Linked DNA regions of Anas platyrhynchos: region 1 is linked to region 2. Evidence: chromatin contacts called from public Hi-C data. All regions are on one chromosome and are shown on one strand. Each heading gives the region's core, a stretch centred on a gene start, on an enhancer-like site or on the middle of the called end of the contact. The rest is flanking DNA. Distances are from core to core; before and after follow the strand shown. Region 1 overlaps ARHGEF4 (Rho guanine nucleotide exchange factor 4). Region 2 overlaps ARHGEF4 (Rho guanine nucleotide exchange factor 4).

What was found. Hi-C and Micro-C count contacts between places; a contact is called where the count stands out from the background.
Region 1: a contact with region 2 is called in a Hi-C map of subcutaneous adipose tissue, with 2.9 times the contacts expected there. The contact joins two enhancer-like sites. A contact is called at or near these places in 2 of 8 Hi-C or Micro-C datasets (F5 follicle and subcutaneous adipose tissue).

The regions. Positions count from the first base shown.
Region 1 is chr9:14,154,468-14,161,303 of IASCAAS_PekinDuck_T2T, reverse strand. The region is part of intron 3 of ARHGEF4 (Rho guanine nucleotide exchange factor 4); the gene reads right to left. Among named protein-coding and RNA genes, the nearest start is that of ARHGEF4, 65 kb to the right of the region's middle. Within about 2 kb of position 1,878, at least 1 of the 8 cell types and tissues checked has an H3K27ac peak or open chromatin away from gene starts, as enhancers often do. A contact at or near this core is called in subcutaneous adipose tissue, where this site is marked.
Region 2 is chr9:14,109,079-14,115,859 of IASCAAS_PekinDuck_T2T, reverse strand. The region is part of intron 2 of ARHGEF4 (Rho guanine nucleotide exchange factor 4); the gene reads right to left. Among named protein-coding and RNA genes, the nearest start is that of ARHGEF4, 20 kb to the right of the region's middle. Within about 2 kb of position 2,004, at least 4 of the 8 cell types and tissues checked have an H3K27ac peak or open chromatin away from gene starts, as enhancers often do. A contact at or near this core is called in subcutaneous adipose tissue, where this site is marked.

The DNA of each region.
Region 1 (6,836 bases), core at 629-3,128, 46 kb before region 2:
GTTTGGTCAGCTGCACCACCATTGCCAGCAGGGTACTGTGGTGTTCAGGCTGGAACAGAGTCTCTATTTCACTTGGGAAGGTGGATCAGTAAGATTACCTGTCTCAATGCAGAAAGGCTTAACAAGATAATGAGAAGGTCTAAAGAGGATATGCTGAAACATCAAGAGAGAAAAGAAAGAAAAGATTCTCAGCACAAAATAATGTGTAAAACTTAGGGCTGGGAGGCATCAGCTTCACGCTGAGAACTCTCCTCAGGCATCTTGAGTCTTTCCTCAGCTCCAGTGGATGCTTCCACAGTGGCACCTGGTCACTGCAGAGACTAGCTCTAGAAAGCACTACGATAGCATATGTGGCAGAGAAAAAGTCCTTGAACTAGGAACACACAGCTCATACTTTCAAAAGCAGAAAAAAACAGGACTGGGCACAGAAAGCAGTAAGAGAACAAGACCATTAATGGTTTCCCATTATGCCTCCCAAATTCTAATTCTCAAAATTGGAATGTGCTTAGTTGGTTGGTACAAAAGACCATGAAAATGGGATACTCACTACTCTTAAAGATTGCAAGTCACTGACATTGATAGACATGTCCTACCTTTCCTCCTTTGCATATATTCTATTTATTCTGTTTTGGGAACAGTGGAACTGTTCTGTTTTGGGAACACTCCTCAAAAACAGTGTATGAGGATGTTGTGTACTTCAGAGTTAATGTGTTAACTTGTCCTTTGTTAACAGCTGGATTCAAAGCCCAAGTCTGTCTCAAGGAAGTAAGTGTGAGCATTTCATCCCATTCACTAGTAGCCATGAAAAAAAGCAACCTAGCACTGCACTGAAGCAGAAATGGCTGCCCAAACAAGTCCTAAAACAGGAAGAGCAAGCGTGGGTGCCTTGAAAATGTTTCAGTCCTGAGCAGTGTACGGGCAATCCAGGCAGCACCTGCTATGTATACAGCACAGTCTGCTACTATTAATTGTTCTGCTATGATTAAAAGCACAGTGTAGTGTCATAAAGAAAACTGAACAAGGGAGGGGGGGAACTAAAATGCTTATGCTGCCACTTAGTGGCTTTAAACAGTATTTGTTGCTCAGTATATCAATCTAGTTTGCACAGCGTCCAGACTCTCGTAATCCAGCCTGAGTCATGATACTCTACTCAGAAATGGCAGAAAAAGAATTGATAAGAAAAAAAGTGGAAAGATCATCACACACAAAGAGGTAGAAAGCCTGGACGGTAATCCAAGCAGCAAATGTCAAATCATCCAGTTCCCTAAAACTATTCAATGTGTCAATACTAGTGAACATTTAAGGACAGTTTCCCTTTTTGACAAAAGCACACTAGCACAAGAATTATGAATTTTTCCTTGTTTTCCTCTTTTTCTGTTTCTTGTGCAGTATCACATATACTACGAGTACTTACTGAAGGAAACATAATTAACTACAGCACTATTTAGACAAAGTTACTTAAGAGCAATAATGAAAGGCACTGTCTGCTACTGCAAAATACACAGAACTCAGCTTTACTAATCTTTCCATGCTCAGAGGGAGAAACCTCAAAGATTTAATTCAGATGACTGACCAAAGCTCAGGCAGTTTCCTGGAGCAGGTACTGCACTATGTACAAATTGCAACAGCTACAGATCACAACTGAACATTAGAAACTGCTGTGCATTTACATCAACAACACGAGTGAAATTTAAAGCTTGGGGACGGGAAGAACCCAACTGTCCTTTCTGGTTTTATTTTATTTTTTGCACAAGAGACTAGATAAAAAGAAAGCTGTGACCACAAGTCACTGGTGTTTCTGTTCTATCTCTGCCCATGGCTGTGGCTGGTAGCAGCAGCCCAGTGCAGAGAGTCCCAGTCGGCAGCAGGTGGAGCCCAGCTATAACACTCTCCTCTCAGAAGCTACAGTCTTTCATCTTCGGTCATCTATCTGCATAGCTGACTTATGACAGGCAGAAGTTGAGAACTGGATTTTTCTGGCACAGTAAAGATACACTCACTTGTCCTAGAGCTGTGTAGTACAGGAAAAAAAAAAAAAAAAAAAAAAAAAAAAAAGTCCCCTCACTTTTTAATAACCCACATTCGTAATCTTTTAAAAACTCCTTTCCCAGATGGTCTGAAGGAAACCAGAGGAATATGCACTGAGTGCACTGAGTGCAGTTTCCAGGGATATGTGGCTCCCCGCTTTGGTATAGCTAGCCAAAGAAATACCAAAAATCTCACTCCCATGTTCAACTATGTTGCACTACTCCAGCCCAACAATTCAGACATACAAAGTTCAGGCTGTTTGGACAAGCATCTGGATATACATTTGAACTTTATAAAAGTGGAATCTAAACCTTTGGAAATCCTGCCAGGCCTAGCATGATGCATGCTACTTGCCCTCCCAAGAGATCTCCTCATCCCTACCTAAGCTCTACAACAAAAAGCCAACATTTAATATGAAAAGAATTTGTATCTCCCATGCACTGCTCAGATCAAGCCTGACTTTCATTCCTGACAACCTCCTGTTATTTGAGAGTACTTCCATTGAATCTGCTAGTCCTTCCTTTATTAGCACTGCCTGTCCAGAAAGTTTGCAAAACTGATTAAGGCAAAGTAAGCAGTGTCTGGAGCATGGAGAGCAACACAGGGGAGTACAATTCTGTTTCTGCTATTAAAATAGTGGGGCTCATCAAAGGGTTGGTGTTGCTGGTTTTCATTGTTTTCCTCCAGCACTGCACAGCAGAGTACACTTACTCTTCACTTGTCTGTCAGAGGGAAGACAATTCATGCTTGGGAGCCATCATCCATCACGCTGGAGATTAAACAAAATTAACAACATAAACCACAAAGAAACTGAGTGGCTGAACAAGAGCTCAGTTAGGTCAGGCAGGTCTCAAGGGTGCAGTCAGTCATTAAATGTCCCACTCTATCCAAAAACTCAGATGTGCCTAGGCTGGGGTCTCTACCAAAGCTGTGGAACACAAGGACTCCTCCACTCCTGCCTGGCAAAGCATGCTGATGGGTGGGAAAACTTAAGAGCAGCTTACTCTGACTTGTTGCTCTCAGTGAAGCTGAGCCTCAGCCTGTGGAAAGCCTGCTTCCTTAGGCTATTGTGGAATTTCAACCTGTTATTTCTTTCTTTTCCAGTGGAAAGAACACGCTTTCTAAAACAAGACTTCCACCCATACAGGCAGAGCAGCTCTTTAGGGTATGAGAAAATACTCTGAAGGAAGCTAGCCTCGAACATGACAAGTATTCAAGCCTTTCTGTATCCTCCACTCCCACAGCTTCCTTTTAGCCTTGCAGCTAGTCTAAGCTCTCTGGACCTAGTCTGACCTGATCACCCCAAACTCCCCTATTTTCTTTATCCCTGGCCTGTCTCGTACTAGGACATCTTGGGCTTTCTTGCTCCCCTTCTGCAGAGAAGCAAGTTACCTGTCAGTCCATGCTCAGCTGCCATCCCTAGGAAGACAAGCTTCTTTTGTGGGCAAGTAATCCCACAGTGTGTGAATACTGAGTGTCAGCTTTGCATTGCAACTGGGAGGCCTGGAAGGCTCGTACAGAGACATTAGGGCTCCCAGCCTGCAAAGCAGTCAGGTAATTCAGGTACCTGAACTTTTTCTGTTCTGCCTTTTCTGCCTCAACTATTGAGGATTAGGTTTTGTCAGTTTTAGAACAGTACCAATCAGAAGTACACACACATACCCATACACATAAATAGAAGAATAAACTACTCTGAAAGCCCTGGCCAAAGCATGTTTTTGAGAAGCCCACAGTAGATTCCAGAGAGCAAAACCAAAGCTCTGTACCCCACTGCCCAAGCAGGTAGGATCTTCGTCTATGCACAGAAAGGCTTACGCTGGAAGTGTGGCACAAGGGAACAGTCATCCCAAATGGCAAAAAACTTCACTTGGCTGGCCAAGGAGACCAGACAGAGGAAGTCAGTAACCTCATGTATCTGCTGACAAATCTACAAACCTTACGGGACAGGACTGTAATACTTCCCTGCAAAAGAGATGTCAAAAAGATCTCTAGAGGAGCTCTTCACAGGGAATACATCTACCCCATACAGTCTAACATCAGATTAGGAGGCCCTGAACAGGCTGCTGTATCTGCAGAACAGTAGCATTGCATGGGGATACTAACTCAGATCCCAAGAAGGGTCCAAGCTAGGTAGTCAGTCAGCTTGCCCCAAACAGATGCCACACAGCTCTCCTTTCAGGGCACATGCATACCCCCTGCAGTCCCACTGCTCTCAAATGGGAGATCCCCATGCACATTATCGCACCCTGGAGAACAGACAGATGCCAAAGGAAAGCTGCAGCCAGACCTCCTCCACCAGAGGGGTTGAGTATCTGTTTTTTCCCCAAATACATGGCTGTTTTAACAAAAGTTAAAAACTCTCCCTCTGAACCTTGGCTCATTCCAAAAGTGAAAAGGTTGGATTTTCTGACATACTAGAAGGCACAGAACAGGTCTTGGCAGGAGGGAAACAGCTTTGGAGTGACTGCACAAGTCACAAGTGGTTTGGCAGAATTTCACTTGCGCAAACATTCAACTTCAGGTGAAAAGCATTGCGCCTGAAGTTCAAAATCAACACAGGGCAATAATCCTTTAAAGCACAGTATAAATAAAAATACAGCATGTAAAAACACTCAGGATTATACAACAGCACTCCAGAACACACTTCTTCAATTTCTCTGATGGATTCACTTATTTTGTGGGTCTTCCATTATAAGCAATCCTGAGCAGTCAACATAGTCCTTAGTCTCCCAACTTCTATCAGTAAAAAGGAATTTTCTCTATTATTAGAGAAAAGTCTGAAACAACGTGTTCATAGCCAAATGAAACCTTGCTCTTTCTTGCACTAGGTCCGTTGTACCAGTGGTATGGCTGTGGGTGGCAGGAATAAGTCATAAAGTAACAGAAACACTTCCTCAGGGATCCTGAGGGAGTTCGGAGCTCCAAGACAAACTACACACTCACAACCCAAAGAACTCCTCTGAAGCCAAAGCCAGCACGTTTTGTCACTCCATTTTAATCTATTTATTTATTTATTTGTCGGTCATCCTTTTTCTTGCACAGTTAATTAAAAGTCCAAACAAACCTCTCAATACTTTTCTCAGGAACAGGCTCACAAGCCTGTCTCAAACTGCCCCCATGTCTCACCGGGAAGGTAGTGTAACAGTACCTCCCCCTCTGGAGTCAAACCAGGGCAGCTAAAGCCAGGGCCTCCTGTCTCACCTCCAAACTATTCTCTTTTTGTCCTTTTCACTGCTTCTCTAAACTCTGAGATCAGTCCCAAAATTTTAGCCTAGTGCTCTGTTGCAAATCAAGTTCTGATCGTCATCATGGTGATGATTATTAATTTGATTAACCATGGACTAGACAGCTGCCATACAGGAGCTTGTTCCGTCAGGATTTCAGGCAGGATTTCTGCCTACTGCATGGACTGGCAGAAGTGGCATGCTCATGAAGTTTAATACATGGTGGCTTTGCTATACAGAAGTGCACAGAGAGCTAGAAGTAGAGCTATGCCATGGTGTTATTAATGCACTTGTCCTGCTCTATCTGTTTTTACCTTATTTATGAAGTAGAAAGGCAGCATTTGCCTGTCTTCTCAACTGTATATTTTAAACACAAACACCCTGTAAGATTATATACGGAGTCCAGCCTGTCCTTTGTTGAAAGGTCAGACACTTCTCTAACACTAAATATTCAGTTTTCCTACATACTTCTGCAATACTTTTTTATTGGAAATCTGCTCCCTTTGCAAGCACAGACCACGATGCTTCAGTTGCTGCAGTCTGCAGATGACTTCCATACGCCCTGGTAACTTTACTTAATCAAAGTGAAGCTCTTTGCAGCAACGTCAATGGTCATTCCCCGTCCAATATTTACTATTAAGGCAATACTGAAACTGTTAAATTTTGTTGAATTTTGTTGTTACTGATCACGTCACCATCAGATAAAAACCCATTGTATTGGGTCATATGCCCACTCTTCAATCCTCGTGCTCCCTCACTTCACACCCCAGCCCAAATGAACATACTGAGTTGGCTGTAAAAAGAAGGGACAAACTGAGAACACCTTGCTGCAAAGCTCTGATATCCTGCCCTAAAATATCTCCAGGATATCCCTTACAACCATAATGGTGCAAGGAAAAGGGCTACAGAAGGACAAAACTAACAGTTCTACTCAGAGGACACAGTCAGCTGATATATGGGATACCACCTAACACTGATTGTTTCCCTCTGGCAGCCAGGTTGTCACTGTCTTGTTTCTGACTGTAAAATCCAAATGCTTCAAGGAGTAATGCAAAAATGATAGTTCAAACATCACATTACCCCACTGTTGTCTTCAACTTCAAAGTGCAAGAAAGAGGGATTTCAGATACAGCTCTTTTATCAGTGCTTCCTGTTAGTTTACATTTCTGGTACCAAGCACGGCAGTTGGTTCACATCCATCTGGGTGGGGGCAGAGAGCTGTGCATGACCCATCAGCATGACGAGTCAGGACACACTTGTTCAAGTGCAGCTTTATAGTAACGTGGCTGAGAAGGTTCTCTGATGTAAATAGGTCATATGCTCAGAGATCAAGAAAATTGAGCACAAGGTTGTCTGTACAACTTTGCAAAACATAATCCGGACATCCAAAACAGCACATCAAACTCCAGCACATGTACGCCATGTCCTCTAAGGACTATCTCTAAGTTATTTGGATTAGGAGCCATCAATTTAATACACTGTTCTTGGACGAAGTAACTGGGGCTCAGAAAGTCAAAGGAGGAACACATTTTTTCAAGCTAACAAAAGCCACTGACAGCATATTGGAGCTTCTCGCTTTGGGCA
Region 2 (6,781 bases), core at 755-3,254:
ACATAGAATGGACTTCTAGTAAATTACTGTGATTAAACAAACAAACCAACGCCTTTGGTAACTTTAGATCTCTTGAGATTTAAAACAAACATGGAAGTTTACCAGGGAAGAAGTAAAACCTACACTTGCCTGCCATGTGTTCTACCTGACTGGAGGTGGAATGAGGATGTTCAAACTTGGTTCTGCCAAGAGCTTTACAACTACTTTATGATTGAATGGCTTATACTTAATGGCTTTTATTATTTCAATTATTTTGTTGGTGTTATATGGAAATGTTTCAAGCAAGCTGTCTCCAGTCATTGACACGACACTTTTTAAGTCTATATGAATAATTTTAACATATCAACATATAGTAAGTAAAATTCCTGCTATGTAAAGTGTTTAGACCACAAACTCAGCAAGAATACTGGGAAAGGAAAGCAGATTTTTCAACAAATTTGTGGCAGAACCAAAGGGTAGGACTCAGTTTCCCTTTAGTCCTTTGGAGCACTAAAAATCCTGGCTTGAAATCTGAGCAATAAAATGGATTCAAGTCCCACACTCACAGCATCACCACAATGAGCCCTTCATTAGCCAGCACTTCCCGGCAGACTATTAAAGGGGACACAGGTTTACCAAACAGCTAATCCTTGATAATGAAAGGTTTCCAACAAAGCTCCCTTTCCAGGGAGTCTGGGCACTTTCACATTAGCAAGAAGTGAATAGACAAAGTGGTTCAGGAAACCTGCCAAACAGTAGCTCATGCACTGAAAACAAAGACCTGCAGTCTTCAGGGAGCTAGAGAAAAAAAACAGCAGTGTTTTGAGTTGTTTCTTGTCATCATAGTTACCTTCTTCTCCACTTTCTTTCATATTATTTCATGAATAGTCTTCGAACTATAAAGTGTATACACACTTGTCACTTAAATTTCACTTGCACATATAAATCAGTTTCTGCGCTGCCTTTCCTCTTTCCGAATGTGAGACAGAGGTTTCCTCTCTTTGCTCCGGGCCTCTCCTGGACACATGCCACTTTTCTTACTATCAGTCCCTAAGCAACAGTAACACCATTGACTGGTACCCATTCATTTCCTCAGTGATTTGTTTTTCTTTAGTATTTAACAGGCTGACAATTGGATCTTTTCCTTTTGGGGCCTATTTTAAGAAGGCTTTATTTAATCAGATGCAATTAAACATTTAAGATCCAAGATAAGTAATTTTCCTTTAGATTTGTAAAGGGCATCAATGCACGTTCTTTGGATTTAGGTAAAGAATGTCAGGACTAACATTAAAACATAACAAATAAGGCTTATGGAAACATCTTTCTTTTTGACAGAAGGACATGGCAAAACAAATTCAGGGTGGCTGAAGAACCAATTCACAAGGAAGGGAGGAGCTGTAGGGTGAACAGAGCTTGCATACATGAACACAAGGTGTATGTAACCTCCAGTGCACAACTGAGCTCTGGGAGGGACTCGCCCTTATTGCCCTTCCCTCTGACTTGAAAAGGAAGCAGAAGGAAAGCACAGCATTCCTATATACCGTATCTGCTCATAAAAGAGAGCAGCACACTCCAGCATGCACAAAGCAGTTCTGTCCCTTCCTGCCTTGTCCATCCACCCCTTTATTTGTTCACTCTGCTGGAAGATGATGTTTCCGTGGACTTAACTGGGAGAATCTGACTGTTTTGTGCCTATGACAGAGCAGAGAGGGGGAGCTTGTAAGAGGAAGCCAGCTGGTATAATGCAGGACTGAAAGCCTGTGAGACAGAGCAAGGCTGACACCTGATGGTTCAAGTCTGAGGACGATCGTGCTACTGCGCACGTTGCTTTGTAGGCAGCAAACTGAGTGCCCTCCGGCAAGCGCTTAGAGAAGGAGCTTTTATGTGGCCATCCCTCCAGGTCTGGTGGCCAGGACACCTGCAGAACCAGCCCGATCCCCGAGGCAGCTCAGGAAGCCGCTGGCCCTGCAGAGATCGGGAGGTCTGCTCTGCACAGAGCCGTCTGGCTCCCGCGGCCGCCAGGGGGCAAGCTGCCTCCAGCCCCACGGATCCTCTTCCCACTGCTGCCTGCTTCCCGGTTTCCTCTAATACAGCTCAGCAAACGCATCTTTACACTGACCTGGGGTAAGGGAGAGGCAGTAGCAAGCTGGTGCTGGCTAGGAAGAGCTGAAAAATGAGCCAGACATGAAGAGTCTCTCCAAACCAGGCTCCTCAAGTGACCCTATTTCAATCCATGCAGTCCATTAACTGGGGGACAAAATGAGTTTCAAACCTCATTTGAAATATTTCCAAACTAAGTCACCAAGACTTGCAGGTGAAGGGTAACAATAAGATCTCCTCAAAGTGTTATGTCTGAAGGTCTGTGTCCTCTCTGCGAGGCCCAGGAGTTTTTTGTGCTGAGCCACAACCCACGGCATGGTGGTGCTGATGCTGACATGAGGCTTTGCCAGGAAATCACCTCTGGAAGCTGGAAGCTCCAGCTTTGGGGTGATGATCACTCCTGACAGTCTGCTTTTGTGGTAGTCTGCAGACCTCGGGGCTGAAGCTGGCCCATCACTTTGCTGAATATTGCCCAGCATGTGAAGTTGAACATTTGCTGTGTCAGGGTCCCCTCCTTCTTGGATATTTCATAGAACCAGGGAATCATTTAGGTTGGAAAAGAGCACCGAGTATATCCATCATGTCCAACATGCCACATCCACACATCCCTTAAATACCTGTAGGGATGGAGATTCCTCCACTTCCCTAGGCAGCCCATTCCAATGCTTGAGCTTCTTGCTAGCATCCTATCACAGGGAGTTGTAGAGAGAGGTAAGGTCTCTCCTCGGCCTCCTCTTCTCCCACTAAACAGCCCCAGTTCCCTCAGCCGCTCCTCAGAAGTCTTGTTTTCTAGTCCCTTCACCAGCTTCATCGCTCTTCTCTACACACATTCAAGCAACTCATTATTCTTTTTGTAGCAAGGTGACCAAAACTTAACACAATAATTCAGGGTGCGGTCTGTCCATTTTCCTACATCTGACTGAATCAGATGAATTTAATCCCCCAGAACATTCCTACCACGCTCTATTGTTGCCCTCTCTCCCATAAATCTAAAACAAGATGGTTATGCTGTGAAATCACTCTCCAGCCACTGTCGCAAAACATTACTCTCAAAGCAAAATTCAGCACAAGAACAGAGACTCCTCCTTCTGTCAGTCAAATTACTACATCTTAAAACTATTTAATTTGCAGACTTGAAAAGTAAAACAAGCAAAAAGTAGCTTTGCTTTACTTGCTGAGAGGTCGTAATCAGCCTCCAATAACTTGTCACAATAAACAAACTGAACCAAAGAAATTAGATCATTTTCCCTTTTGGACTAAACAAATAGATAATCCTCCAGTGAACAAATCCTGCATTTGGCAAGCTAGCACAGAGCATTCTTCAGTTTTGACAGATAGTGTAGATAATGGTCTCTTTTTTGTTCATATCCACTATCCAAATGTTGAAAGAATCTTGACACATTATATTCTGTTGCTGAAAGATAAAAGCTAAACTGTAACTGAGGCTTTGCATCAGTGCAGGATCTCTGTCCTCTGCTAAACAACAGCTTGTTCTCCATGAGGCAGAACTGAAGAAGCCTGCTTTCCTACAGATTTTTGTCCCCTAATACACCCTCTACTCATCACATTAGCTATGTTCCCCTCTATACTCCTTACACTGGCCTGTCATTACATAAATGCTTAACCACTATGGTTAAGGATAGCAAAAAATGTTTTTATAAGTCTACTAATGGCAAGAGGAAGGCTAAGGAGAATCTCCATCCGTTACTGGACACGGGGGGAACATGACTACAAAGGATAAGGAGAGGGCTGAGGTTCTTAATGCCTTCTTTGCGTCTGTCTTTACTAGCCAGAGCACTCATCCTTGGGATACTCAGCCACCCAACCTGAAAGTCTGGGACAAGAAGCAGAAGAAACCTCACACACAGTTCAGGTGGAAACAGTTAAAGACCTGCTGCTCCACCTGTCCATGGGGCCAGATGAGATCCACCTGAGGGTGCTGAGGGAGTTGGCAGATGGCTGGGCTGCTTTCCAATGTCTATCAGTGGTCTTGGAGAGGTCCCAGATGACTGGAGACTTGCTAATGTGATGCCCATCTATAAGAAGGGTCGTAAGGGGGACCTGGGGAACTACAGGCCTGTCAGCCTGACCTCAGTGCCAGGAGAGGTGATGGAACAGGTCACCTTGAATGCAATCACACAATGTATGTGGGACCACCAGGGGATCAGGCCCAGTCAGCGTGGGTTCATGAAAGGCAAGTCCTGCTTGACCAAACTCATCTCCTTCTATGACCAGCTGACTCACCTGGTGGATGAGGGAAAAGTTGTCAGTCTGCCTAGACTTCAGCAAGGCTTTTGACACAGTCTCCCACAGTATTCTCCTGGAGAAGCTGGCAGCCCATGGCTTGGACAGGTACACTCTGTGCTGGGTTAAAAAGGGGCTGGATGGCTGCATGGTGATGATTAAGCCTGGTTTACTGATACATCTCATGCTGTGGAAAGCAATAAGATTCCCTGTTCGCTTTACAGCATAGACTAAAAATTGCACAGACGGTAGCTGCAGCAGTCTTACTACAAACACGCAAATGTCAATTGAAAACTTCCAAGGTTTCACCTCAGTCTTCTTTCACTCTTTTCCTTTATGTTAGAAATTAACACAAGTTACCAGAAGCTAATGACAGAGCAAGAATCTGAGAAGTTTATTCATTGCACGTGACAGATTCAGCTGGCATGTACTAACAAACCAGTCACCATTGTACATCAGCCACTTCCTACATCAGCCTTTGAAGTGCCAGGATGCAAGCAAGTTCTAACTGCAGACAAATTAATCCAGATTTTATCTTTCCTTTCAGAGTTTGCACTGATAGCAAACAGAACAACCAGCATTACACTTCATCTGTTCAGGGGAAAATGCTTGGCACAATTTCAGCATGGAAAGCAAGAGAGAACTCTAGCACCTTTATAATCCTAACTCAGGTAATGAACACCCAAGACAGATTACTTGGCAAGTATTTCACTGATATTTAATCAGAGATCAAAACAACACTAGAAAATACTACTTGAAGACGCAGGGTAAGAGCTCACCTCTATCTAACAGAAATCTACTTTTGTTTCTAATGTGAAATGCTGACGTTAGCACAAATAGCTCACAGAGCCCTCTGCTTGGGAACAAGCACAAAGCAGCTGGATTACTGAAAATACTTTCTGGCCAAGTATTTCACAGATATGTACACAGAGGTGTCTGAACTTGCACACCTGCCACTAAAGTCTTCATGGCCTCCCACACAATTCTGGATGCTGGAGTTTTATTACTTCCAGACAGTGGTATATTAAGTGTTCACAAAGCCCCCTAATAAGATGGGGTCCACATGTGTTCAGTGACCATTGCTGTCTCCAGTGTAAACAGACTCACAGGTTCAGACCAAATTAGTCTGAAAAGTCTGTAGGCTGTTAGCCACACTGACATATGCAGTAATTCTGAGAAGCCACATTGCCCAAAATATAGGCGATTAGTTCACATCTATGTTCCTTAAGGGAAATACTTTCAAAAATGCAAGAATAACATTCTCAACAAAAGCCGTCTTTATCTTTCAAGACTTTATTCTGCAGTCATGAATCCCAAAAGACATTTCATTTGCCACGCTGCAAATACAGGAACTCCTACTCTGCGCCTGCCATTCCTGGAAGTGAGTCCTATAATTATTTTTACTGCACAACCAAATTGACATGTAAAAAAAACTTCACACAGTTTGCACAATTTCTGTAACTCTCCTTCCATGTTTGCTGCCAAGACAGGAGTACATAATCTTTCTCCACTAAAAACGTGCTCAAAACAAATGCACACATCTCATACTCAATAAAACACACGCACAGGACATCTTTCTGTCTCGCATGTACATCAAATCATGTTTTTTTTAATATTGATTTTTATTGTAATTTCATGTATTATTTTTTTTTAATTTCTTTTACTATAAATTCTGGTAATAGTTTAGTTTGGCCTGAAGGAGTATATCTAGACTGTACTGGAATAAGCTTAGCCAGGAATTTAGACTAGATGGGTTTACCCAGGATTAGTCAAGATAAGCCTAGCCAAGTGAACTGCCAATACTGACTGGTAATTCAGGTCTCTCTGTAACACAAATATATCTTAAATTTCAAAGTTCCTCCTGATAATGAGGTCTAATGAATCTGATTACGTCTGATACAAATTCCATCAGCAGATTATCAACATAATCAATGGTGCTGAAGACTTTATTGCATTCATTGAACATTAGGAGAGTCTATAGCTGAAACTGTGTGGATTTGCATTGTTCTACAAAATTGCAGTATTTTTAACACATTATTCATGAGATATTTATTTTCTCATACTTTAAATGTCATTTTGCAGCTAGAAGGCATAATATGCACAATAAAAAATTGATGGAAAAATGTGAGTCTACTCTGGTTGAATGTCACTTGCCAGACATGTAAGAGGTCTTCAGGGAATTTGGAGGTTTTTCCATATAGTGTTTCATGAAGAGTTTACTGCTCTCTAACCCACTGGCTGTCACTGCATCCCTGAAAGCTCTTTGCATCCCTAACAACTTACTATATATCCCCAAAGCACTGGTGGTATGAACGCTAAGAAAAGGAGATATAGAATTCAGATGTTTGTGTTGCTTAGATAGATTTGCTGGTGAATAGTGTGAGCTGTTTGGTTCAAGCATGCTAACTTACTTTATTTTATCTGCTGCAATCGCTACAAATATTCAGTTCAATATTTC